3 separate regions of the Mus musculus genome follow, and all the other regions are linked to region 1. The links are chromatin contacts, called in public HiChIP or PLAC-seq maps. All regions are on one chromosome and are shown on one strand. Each heading gives the region's core, a stretch centred on a gene start, on an enhancer-like site or on the middle of the called end of the contact. The rest is flanking DNA. Distances are from core to core; before and after follow the strand shown. Region 1 overlaps Cdh17 (cadherin 17). Region 2 has its middle 37 kb from the start of Pdp1. Region 3 has its middle 13 kb from the start of Gm11832.

Region 1 (3,316 bases), core at 735-3,234:
TTGCCATAAGATTCTAAGGATTCCTCTGCCCTAAGGAGAGGAGAGGTTAAGCAGAACCCACTTAGATAGTATACAAGGATTAAGGGGAAAGGTTTCCTATTGTTGTCTAGTGGGCAATACGAAGGTGGCAAGAAAGGGCAGAACTCTCTCTGCCTTCAAGAACAGCAAAGACTAATTTCTCTACTGCTTTCATACACAGATACTTTTAGTCTGGAAGCAAGGATGAGGAAAGAATTTTTCCTGAATTTTAATTATAGTAGCTGTGAGACTGCGCCTGGTGACTTTAACAGCTGGACTGATAACCTGGTAGCTGCAGTGTTATGCTGTGACCAACAGTACACTTGTACCTCATCTTCTATTTGCTGCCCCCAGATGGTTACTGAGCAAGTAGTGATGCAAAGACAGGCCTATCCACAGAGACAATGCCCTGCATCAGACCTTCCCGATAACCATTTGGAATTCTTCTTAGACTGCTCAGTGGTCTAGAACATTGTTATCAAAACTCCTTCCATCTTGATCAAGCCAGAACTGCTGTCTGGGGATCCCCTAGACTTCGAAGCTTCCTTTCCATTTTTTCTTAAGGGCATTCTCTTTAAGATGGTCACTGAATTCCTCTTGACACCTAGTTCTCAGAGGACCAAAGACAATGCGATGTCTCCGAATCTGCACCTCTAGCTCTTGAGAAAACATCTGGCTTCCTCACAGTCACAAAGATAGCAGAGAAAGCTACTGGCATGGGAAGGGCCTCACAAATCCTTAGTAAAAGGAAAACAGACATGTAAACTCACCACATCGGGTACAGTGCTTACCTACGTCAGACACCTCGATACTTAAGTTGTACTGAGGACTGTCTTGCTTCTTCAAGGACTGTTTACTTAACTGAACCTTTCCCTCATATTCACCAATGAGAAAAAGTCCATCTGAGGGAACTTTGGGTGTTTGGTCTACAAGCTTGTATTTCAAAATACTGTTGATGTTGTTAGCTTCGTCCATATCATGGGCCTCAAAGATCCCGATGCTGTTACCTTTGGAGAAGAAAGAACAACAACCACATCAGTTCATCAAGTGGCTTCTTAGGAAACACGGGAACTGTCTGGGGTGGTGAGCAAAGACATTTAGATTTACTTTGGCTCCTTGCATTTTTTCATGGTATGCTTGATTGAACATAGTGGCAGCCAAGACTGCCTGCCACACAGTATTGTTAATTGAGAGACTTAAACAAAAATCAGCCTTCTGGGAGACCTAGACCCTGGACACATGAAATCAAGGTGTTGACAAAACGGCTTTCCTCTAAGCGTCTCTCCCTGGCTATTTCTTCCTCCTCACTATGTAACCTCCTCTTTATACCTTAGCACCCAAATTTATCCTAGGAACTCTGGTCAGATTAGATTAAGGCCCACCAGCTGGGTGTTTGTGGGTATACACATACATACATGTGAATGTGGGAGTCAGAGGGCAACCTCAGCGGCATTCCGTAGAAGCTACCCACCTTTTTGTTGTTGTTCTTGTTGTTTTTCCTTTTGTTTGGTTTTGTTGTTCTTGTTGTTGTTGTTTGGTTTTTGTTTTGTTTTATTTAGTTTTTTTTTTTAAACAGGGTCTCTAGCACTCTCTCTCTACAAAATCTTGCTAAGTATATTTAAGTTGTCTGGCCAGTGAACCCTAGTAATCTACCTGTCTCTGCCTCCCCAGCACTGGGATTACAAATGTACTGCCATGCCTGGCTTTGTGTGTATGCATCAGGGGATCTAACCCAGGTCCTTATAGAGGCAAGGTAAAAAATGTACTGACTGAGCTATCTTCCTAATCCTTCATCGTACCCAGTTCCACATCCTATCCAGTCCCACATCCTACCCCGTTCCACATCTTACCTAGTCCTACATCCTACCCAGACCTACATCCTGCCCAGCCCTACATTCTACCCAGCCCTACATCCTACCCAGTTCCACATCCTACCCAGTCCCACATCCTACCCAACCCACATCCTACCCAGCCCACATCCTACCCAGCCCACATCCTACCCAGCCCTACATCCTACCCAGTCCCACATCCTACCCAGCACTCATCCTACCCAGTCCCACATCCTACCCAGCACTCATCCTACCCAATTTCCTCTTTAAAACATCTACATCTGTATAGCCATATTCTGAAGTACCAAGACTTAGAACTTTATCCTATGAGCTGGGGAGGAAGAACAATTTACCCCACACAAGGAGCAGGACATCAACTTACAGATTTGGTGGGGAGTGACAGTTCAGCATGGTGTACCTCCTGCTCCTCACCCACCCAAAGGAATCTACTTCCACCTCTAATCTTGGTGGGGGGCCCTATTTGAAAATAGGGTCATCAGAGATATAAGCAACTACATTACTGGGGTGAGATCATCCACACACAGAGGGAGGTAAAGAAGAAGAGGAGGAAAGAGATCTGCAGAGTGTTGTCAGCAGCTAGCTTAAGTCAGAGTCAGAAGAGGCAACAGGCTTTCCCACAAGATCCTGTCACCATAATTTCAGATTCCCCATCAGCAGAACTGAGAAGTTCACATTTCTGGTGCTTTATTACTATAGCCCCAAGACACTAACACACTGGACAAATGTCACAGCTAAACTAGAAGAAGCCAATCTTGGGCTACTTCTGAGAGCTTTGTGAACAACTGTAGAGACTGACTCCACTCAAAGATAACACATAAAGAATAGTCACACACGCACACATACACACACACACACACACACACACACATACCACATGCCATGGCCATATGTATACTGTGCCTGTGTGTATTTTGGCCCAGGAGCTCCTGAGGTCAGTGGATGTGATTCTGTGTCCTACCAACTTTGAGCAAGTTCTGATAGAATCTGTGGTCATCCAGATCTATAAAATGGGAAGTGTGAGTTTCCTTTCATGCGGTCAGAATCCCACCTGAGATTTATTCAGATGCCACTATTTGAATTGAATTACACTCTTCATTTATATCAGTTTGCAGCCAAGGCCTTATACAGACACTTACAGGAGTTGGGTTTTAAAGGATGGAAAAGGGAAGAAATATCTCTATCTCTATCACTATGTCTGTCTCTCCTGTCTCTCTCTCTCTGTCTCTCTGCCTCTCTCTGTCTCTCTCTATATCTATAGATCTATAGATCTATAGATCTATAGATAGATAGATAGATAGATAGATAGATAGATAGATAGACATAGATCCACCCATGAGGCATGTGGCTCAGAGCCATTTGGAATTTGTACTCATGTAACAGCGGCTGCTTCTTTCTAAATGTATCATAATTGAGGAAACTTTTCTTTTCCTCTTTTTCCTAAAGAGGAC
Region 2 (3,179 bases), core at 351-2,850, 140 kb before region 1:
ATCTTTTATGCTACCCTCCAATTTTTAGCAGAGCCTCTGATGGGTCTGAGGGTCTGGAGCTCATCAGGAAAGAGTGGACCTGATCTCTCCACCTCACCCACTAAGATGTTTGTGTCAGTGTCTTTGACAGGCTTTGGTTTCTCCAAAGTCTAAAGATCTGTGACAGACAACCCAGACCTATTGGGAAAAGCAGATGTGATATGCCCTTTCCACTTGGAAAGATAGTGTAGAAGGTTTTCCTGGTGGGTGAAAAGGACAGTACCTCAGCCTTGGCATTGTTGACAGGCCTGGGACAAAGACTGGTCTTAAGAAGACAGGATGATGAGTCCCTCTTTTGCACAACATCCCCAAAGTGGCAGGAGAAAGGCAGCTCTAAGTGACAGCTCTGGGCATCAAGAGTTGGGCAGAAGCAATGGGGAGCGAGCCTCTCACGGAGGACTTGCTTCAGTGCTTTTTTCCATGGAAGGAGCTATGCTGTTGGGCCAACATATCAGGACACCAGGGATCATCAGTGCAAGAGAGACAACACAAATGCCTTATATGGTGAGGAGTGACGGGCAAAGCCAGAAACCACGGGCAGAAACGAGACCCTTCTCTGCTTGCAGACCAAAGTCTTCCACTTTCCCTTTTTGAACTGCCTTAAATGAATTGTTTGTTGTGCTCGTGAAGGACCCGCTGGAAATGAGGCAGAGTCTCAGGATAAAGGTCCGTATGAGCACTCTGCAATTTGAATATTCAAATCCGTTCTAATGAATTTAAAATGTGTCTTTCCTGTGCCAAAGAGTTAAACAGTCCATATTACTTTTAAACTATATTTTGTAGTGGGTAGAGCATGCGAATTGAATAATTTACATTCCTGATGTTCTTTTGAGATTTTTGTCTAAGTTGAAATATTTTAATTGATTTTCCCTTATTCCTAAAGCTATGTTAATTATTGGTAAGTTTAAAAGATAAACACATTTAAAAAGAAATTGAAAAAATACAAAAACATACTGTTTCTAATAACCACAAACACTATGCTTCCCAATTTGAACCAATGAGTCAAACATAAGAATACCTATGAGAGTGCCCATATCAAGCATTGCTGTTTGGTCTATACCTGGCTTACTTAGCACAGGTTATCTTCAGCTTCCATCAACGTGGCTTATAACGGCTCCACGGCATGCTTGGTCACCACACTCCCCTCTTCAGTCAGTTCTCCAGCTCTACCCCTGCAGTTCTTCCAAAATATATGTCCAATCATATCCCCCACTCCGCTTATAACTTAATAATGGCCTCCACAGCCCCAAGATCGAGGCTTTAATGTCCCTGTGGCTCAGAGGTTCTTGATATCCTAGTGCCTGCTTCTTGCAGTCTTGTGATCACCTTGGCCTCTGTGCTCCGGACACAGGGCAGCCTGTTTCTGTGCTTAAGAGTCATTCTATATCTCCGTCTCTCTTCCTCTCTTACTGTCAGGTTGGAACTTGGTCGTTTCCTCTCAAGGCTAACTGCCTTGTCTTTCATCCACAAAGAGCATTTGGACATTTTCAGCTCTGCCAAGCTCTGGTTGCACCTGGACTAGGCAACATTGCCCCCTAGAGGACCTCTAGGTGCTCTGGCTGGGCTGACTCCTGAAATGACCTGAGACCAGAACTGAGGGTGACTCATATGGAGACTGGATCATATGCCACTGTTTCCTTGGCTATTGCTTCTGCCCCAGACTCCCTTTCTTTTGATATTTCAACCAATCTTTTAGACCTTCTCCTTGGGTCCATCCGGATCTCTTAATTTTCTTTGTATTTTCCATTATTGCTGTTTTTCTGTGTTACATTCTAATAGTTTGTTGTCTCTCATCTTTTGGTTTTCCAATCTTCCCTTCAGCCATGTGTAACTTAGAATTAAAATCTTAGGCTTGGCTATTAACTTTTGAAAGATGTAAGGATTAAACTCAATCATCTCAAGCCTGCTAAGCATAAAAAAGGCATCCTGTAGCTATACTATGACTGCACCCACAGCCTGGCTGTTACAATATTTTGAGACAGGGTGTCACAGTGTAGCCCAGGATGGCCTTGAGCTCATGGTTCAAGGTTATGCCAGCCTCCCAAGTGCTGGGATTGTTGCGTTTTTTCAAATAGTAGGATTCCGATTTAGCTCTGTTTCAATTCTGCTGTTACCTTTTAATATACAGACCCCAGATCCCTGTTAAAACTATTAAGCCTATGTTTCATTTATGTTACACAGTAAGCAGAGGTGTATAGTTTGCACATGAGAGTTTCAGTAGTGATGCCTTTTCCTGGTATCTGCTCTTTCTATGTGGTTCCTGACTGTGTCTGGTTATTGTTCATATGAAAAATAGTTTTTAGAAATAATATGAAGACTGGGGCAGGAACATGGTCATACTTAGAACATTTTGAGTATTTATTTTACTTTCTCAAAGAAAGACAGACTGCTGGATGTAGCCAATGATTTAGACGTATTTAGAATCCTGAAAACTTGACTGTATTCTCCTACAAATAGACTTCCAAACTTTGTTTGGAGGTTCTAGCAAGGGATTGAGCCTCTCATAGATCCTTGACCCAAGATGGATCTTCTATTGAGAAAGGTTTTTCTCTGCAAGCATATGTACAGCTTGTCAGGAAACACACACATGGTCTGGGAACATGGAAGAAGGGAACATATGCCTAGCCAGTCAGATTAGCTACATCACCTGCCTAATGGGATGACAGCTATCATAGCCAAATCACCTTTATACCTTGTTTATTTTCACCAGGTGCAGCCATGTGGCACTCCTTCCTTGTCCTCAGAGGATACTCCGTGACTCATAGTGCAAGCTGAATATCTGAGGTAGTGCCAAACTACAACGTCTTTCCAGTCTATCCTACAGTGTCAGAGACAGTCTATCTGTCCTTGTCTTATACACTGGTGACTCCTTTATATCATATTGCACTTTGGGGCCATTATTAAATAAAATAAGCATTAATTGAACATAAGCATGTGATATTATGATAGCTAATTTGATAACTGTGACCACTTCCAACTGATTAAACTGTTAGGAGTATATATAATGTAAATACACTGCACAAAGACCCCTCTAAGTTATGTATATGGACTTAAAGGCTTCAGAAGGCCAAACTAAAAAGAGACATCAGAACTCCTTTTAGCTCCTCCAGTGTCAAAGGGGTCAGTACAGTGGCTTGCAT
Region 3 (2,893 bases), core at 207-2,706, 170 kb after region 1:
CCTTTGGATAGAGATGGTAGAACTCTCAGATCCTGCTGTGCCATGCCTGCCTGGGCACTGCAATGCTCCCACGTTGATGATAATGGACTGAATCTCTGAACCTGTAAGCCAGCCCCAGTTAAATGTTGTTCTTATAAGAGTTGCCTTGGTCATGGTGTCTGTTTACAGCAGTAAAACGCTAAGACATAAGTTGGTACCAGGAGTGGGGTATTTCTGTGATAAGCCTGACCATACTTTACTCAGAAAAATGTGGATTTTGAAAAGCAGTGGGATGCTTTAAGTGGGGCTTAGTGGGCCATCTTAGTAGGAATGTGGAAGAGTTTATTGCTGAGAGTTCTACAGTTGCATCCAAAGGCAGACAGGAGAAGACTGGTATACAAGAAGATACAAGGGTCTGAAAGCCCACAGTGACACACCTTCTCCAACAAGGCCACACCTCCTAATAGTGCCACTCCCTGAGCCAAGCATATACAAACCATCACAGACATCATCAACATGGCTTCAGGTTGCAGCACAGACTATGGACATCCACATGACCTTTGGTGGTAACACTAGCCATAGGCACCAACACAGACCCTGGCTGAAGCAGGAACAGGGACCCAGACAGACATCAGCGTGGCCTCAGGAGGCAGCTCAGACCCAGTACATCTGTGCGGCATTCAATGGTACCTTGGGCCAGGGACATCAACATGGCTCCCAGCTGCTGTAAGATCACAGACATCCACATGAACCTCGGGCTTCAACACAGTCTGAAGCAGTGGACCGTGAATACCAAAGTGGCCTTGGGGGACAGCACAGACCATAGAGGTCTTTCAAGAGAGGTCTTTCAAGCAGGTTCATTCCAAAAATTGATCTGTTCTTCCTCTTGGACACCCTGCTGTTGCTCAGAACCATGGCAACTGTGCAGCTGGGGAGCCTGTGGAGGGGGCAGGGGGAGGGGCTAAATTGGAGTGCAAGCTCCAGGCTGCTACACACCGCCCTATCCCCTATCGTCCCTACTTGGCAACTACATGTGTCTCCCCCCCCCGCCCCGCCCCCACCCCCACCGTCCACCGCAGGCCTCTCTCACTTCTATTACCACCATAACATTTCTAGTTCTGCACCCTCTCCACCATTTGCTCACTGCTCCGTTGCTCTCTTTTCTATCTCTGTATGGAATATTTGTTCATTGTGACACTGGAAACTGTGGGTGTCATAATACACACACACACACACACACACACACACACACACACACACACACACACACACACTAGCCAAGATGGCTGTACTTGCAAATATTCATTGCAATGAGTCTTTGGTTCACGGTTTCTGGTTTCTGAAGCACCAGACATACTGGACCATTGCTGGCCCCTATTGGAGAACCTGCCAGAGTCATGGTGATCCTGCAGCTCTGGTTCTGCAGGACCGGCCCTTTCACGTGCTCCGGCGGCTCGCAGATGGTGTAGATGTTGGGGTAGACTGACTCAAAGCACTGGATCTGGGCCCAGATTGTAGCTGAGTTGGTCAGCTGTGGCTCGGTACACTTTCTGTTTAATTAAATAATTTACTGCTCATGGCCCTTCACCCACACAAGGAATATAAAACCCGGACAATATAAAATGTTAGAGAAAATCACACCGTGGGGCACATGGATAACTGAAATGGGTTATAGCTTTTATAGCTATCATAAGGGAAACAGGAAGACAGTATGCGAAGGCTGATGAGACAACTGTGAGCTGTTGCTGCCCCCTGCAGGCCATCCACCATAAAACAGCATTGTATATACAAATAGTTCTGGCCAGGATATGCAGATAATTAAAGTTACAGATAATAAATTAACAATATTTTATATAGTTAATTCATTAGTCTTAAACTTTTTCTTCGCATTTTTATTACATTTATTTTCACGGTGTTAGGAGGTATGTCATAGCCTGCGGAGGTCAGAGAACAATTTGTGGAATCTTCTCTCCTACTGCGTGGGTCCCAGTGGTCAAACTCAGATCATGAGACCTAACAGTAAATGCACCTCCCTTACCCACTGAGACATCCCACTGACCCAACTTTATTTTTCATAAACCCCAAAATCTTTGGGGATTTGCTTTGTTTTGAGATTTTGCTCTCAGTAAATATGTTTCTGGCATAAACGGTAGAGGCTCAGAGCTCTTCATACTAATAACTGCTAAAGACAGCCCTTAAACTTTCCTTTAACTTATGAATCAAATATAAAAGTTCTGAAACCACACTGGCTTATGATTGAATTCAGCTCCTTTCATGAAAAGTGATGCTCCTGGAAAGTATTTGAGCTCTCATTTTTCTCCCCTGTAAAATGAAGAAAATAATAATAATAAAGATAATATTATCTAAGTTTTGAGATTGCCATGAACAAAATAAAATAAGGCATATAGATTCAGCAATGCCATTCAGACACATAGTCAGGAATCCACAAATAATTTATTATTTCTAATTATTATTATTATTAAAAGAAAGTATGCATTTTAAGTGACTTCCACACAATCTATGGGAAGGCTGACTAGAGCATCCAGGCCTGCTGACTGCGAGCCAAGTGTCAGACCGTCACAAGGATGCTGACTTGCTCTTCATGCAATTAATATAAAGCTCGGGGTTCCTGGAGATAGCCACACAATTCCCGCAAGCGGCTATCCAAATAGCTCACTGTCAAGTCCTTTATAAGCCCAGCACATCACAGATTAAGGTTACTGGACAATCCTCCAGCATCTAATGACTTCATTGCACTGGAATGACAAAAGTGGTTCAGCTTTTGTTTTTTGTTTGATTGTTAATGTATTTTTAAAGATGTATTTAATTCTATGTGTTTTGCTGACATGTGCCTTTGCACCACACAGATGTGTGCCTGGTGCCTAAGGTCAGAAGAGGGTATAAGATCCCTGGA

Evidence for each region. HiChIP or PLAC-seq counts read pairs in DNA pulled down with a chosen protein or histone mark.
Region 2: a contact with region 1 is called in a RAD21 HiChIP or PLAC-seq map of pro-B cells, with 2.9 times the contacts expected there. The contact joins two enhancer-like sites. A contact is called at or near these places in 2 of 15 datasets of contacts at CTCF or cohesin (CD8 T cells and pro-B cells), 1 of 484 Hi-C or Micro-C datasets (Sertoli cells) and 2 of 115 datasets of contacts at active chromatin or transcription factors (CD8 T cells and T-cell acute lymphoblastic leukemia).
Region 3: a RAD21 HiChIP or PLAC-seq map of pro-B cells shows a contact between it and region 1, with 2.6 times the contacts expected there. The contact joins two enhancer-like sites. A contact is called at or near these places in 2 of 39 promoter capture datasets (hippocampal neurons and stem cell-derived epiblast-like cells), 1 of 15 datasets of contacts at CTCF or cohesin (pro-B cells), 2 of 484 Hi-C or Micro-C datasets (LSK cells and embryonic stem cells), 1 of 115 datasets of contacts at active chromatin or transcription factors (T-cell acute lymphoblastic leukemia) and 1 of 9 other capture datasets (embryonic stem cells).

Annotation. Positions count from the first base shown.
Region 1 is chr4:11,793,194-11,796,509 of GRCm38.p6, reverse strand. Cdh17 (cadherin 17) reads right to left here. Exons shown (of 18, transcript NM_019753.4): 10 at 810-1,025. Among named protein-coding and RNA genes, the nearest start is that of Cdh17, 37 kb to the right of the region's middle. Within about 2 kb of position 1,984, at least 49 of the 459 cell types and tissues checked have an H3K27ac peak or open chromatin away from gene starts, as enhancers often do. A contact at or near this core is called in pro-B cells, where this site is marked.
Region 2 is chr4:11,927,977-11,931,155 of GRCm38.p6, reverse strand. No RefSeq gene overlaps it. Among named protein-coding and RNA genes, the nearest start is that of Pdp1, 37 kb to the left of the region's middle. Within about 2 kb of position 1,600, at least 15 of the 459 cell types and tissues checked have an H3K27ac peak or open chromatin away from gene starts, as enhancers often do. A contact at or near this core is called in pro-B cells, where this site is marked.
Region 3 is chr4:11,627,019-11,629,911 of GRCm38.p6, reverse strand. No RefSeq gene overlaps it. Among named protein-coding and RNA genes, the nearest start is that of Gm11832, 13 kb to the right of the region's middle. Within about 2 kb of position 1,456, at least 40 of the 459 cell types and tissues checked have an H3K27ac peak or open chromatin away from gene starts, as enhancers often do. A contact at or near this core is called in pro-B cells, where this site is marked.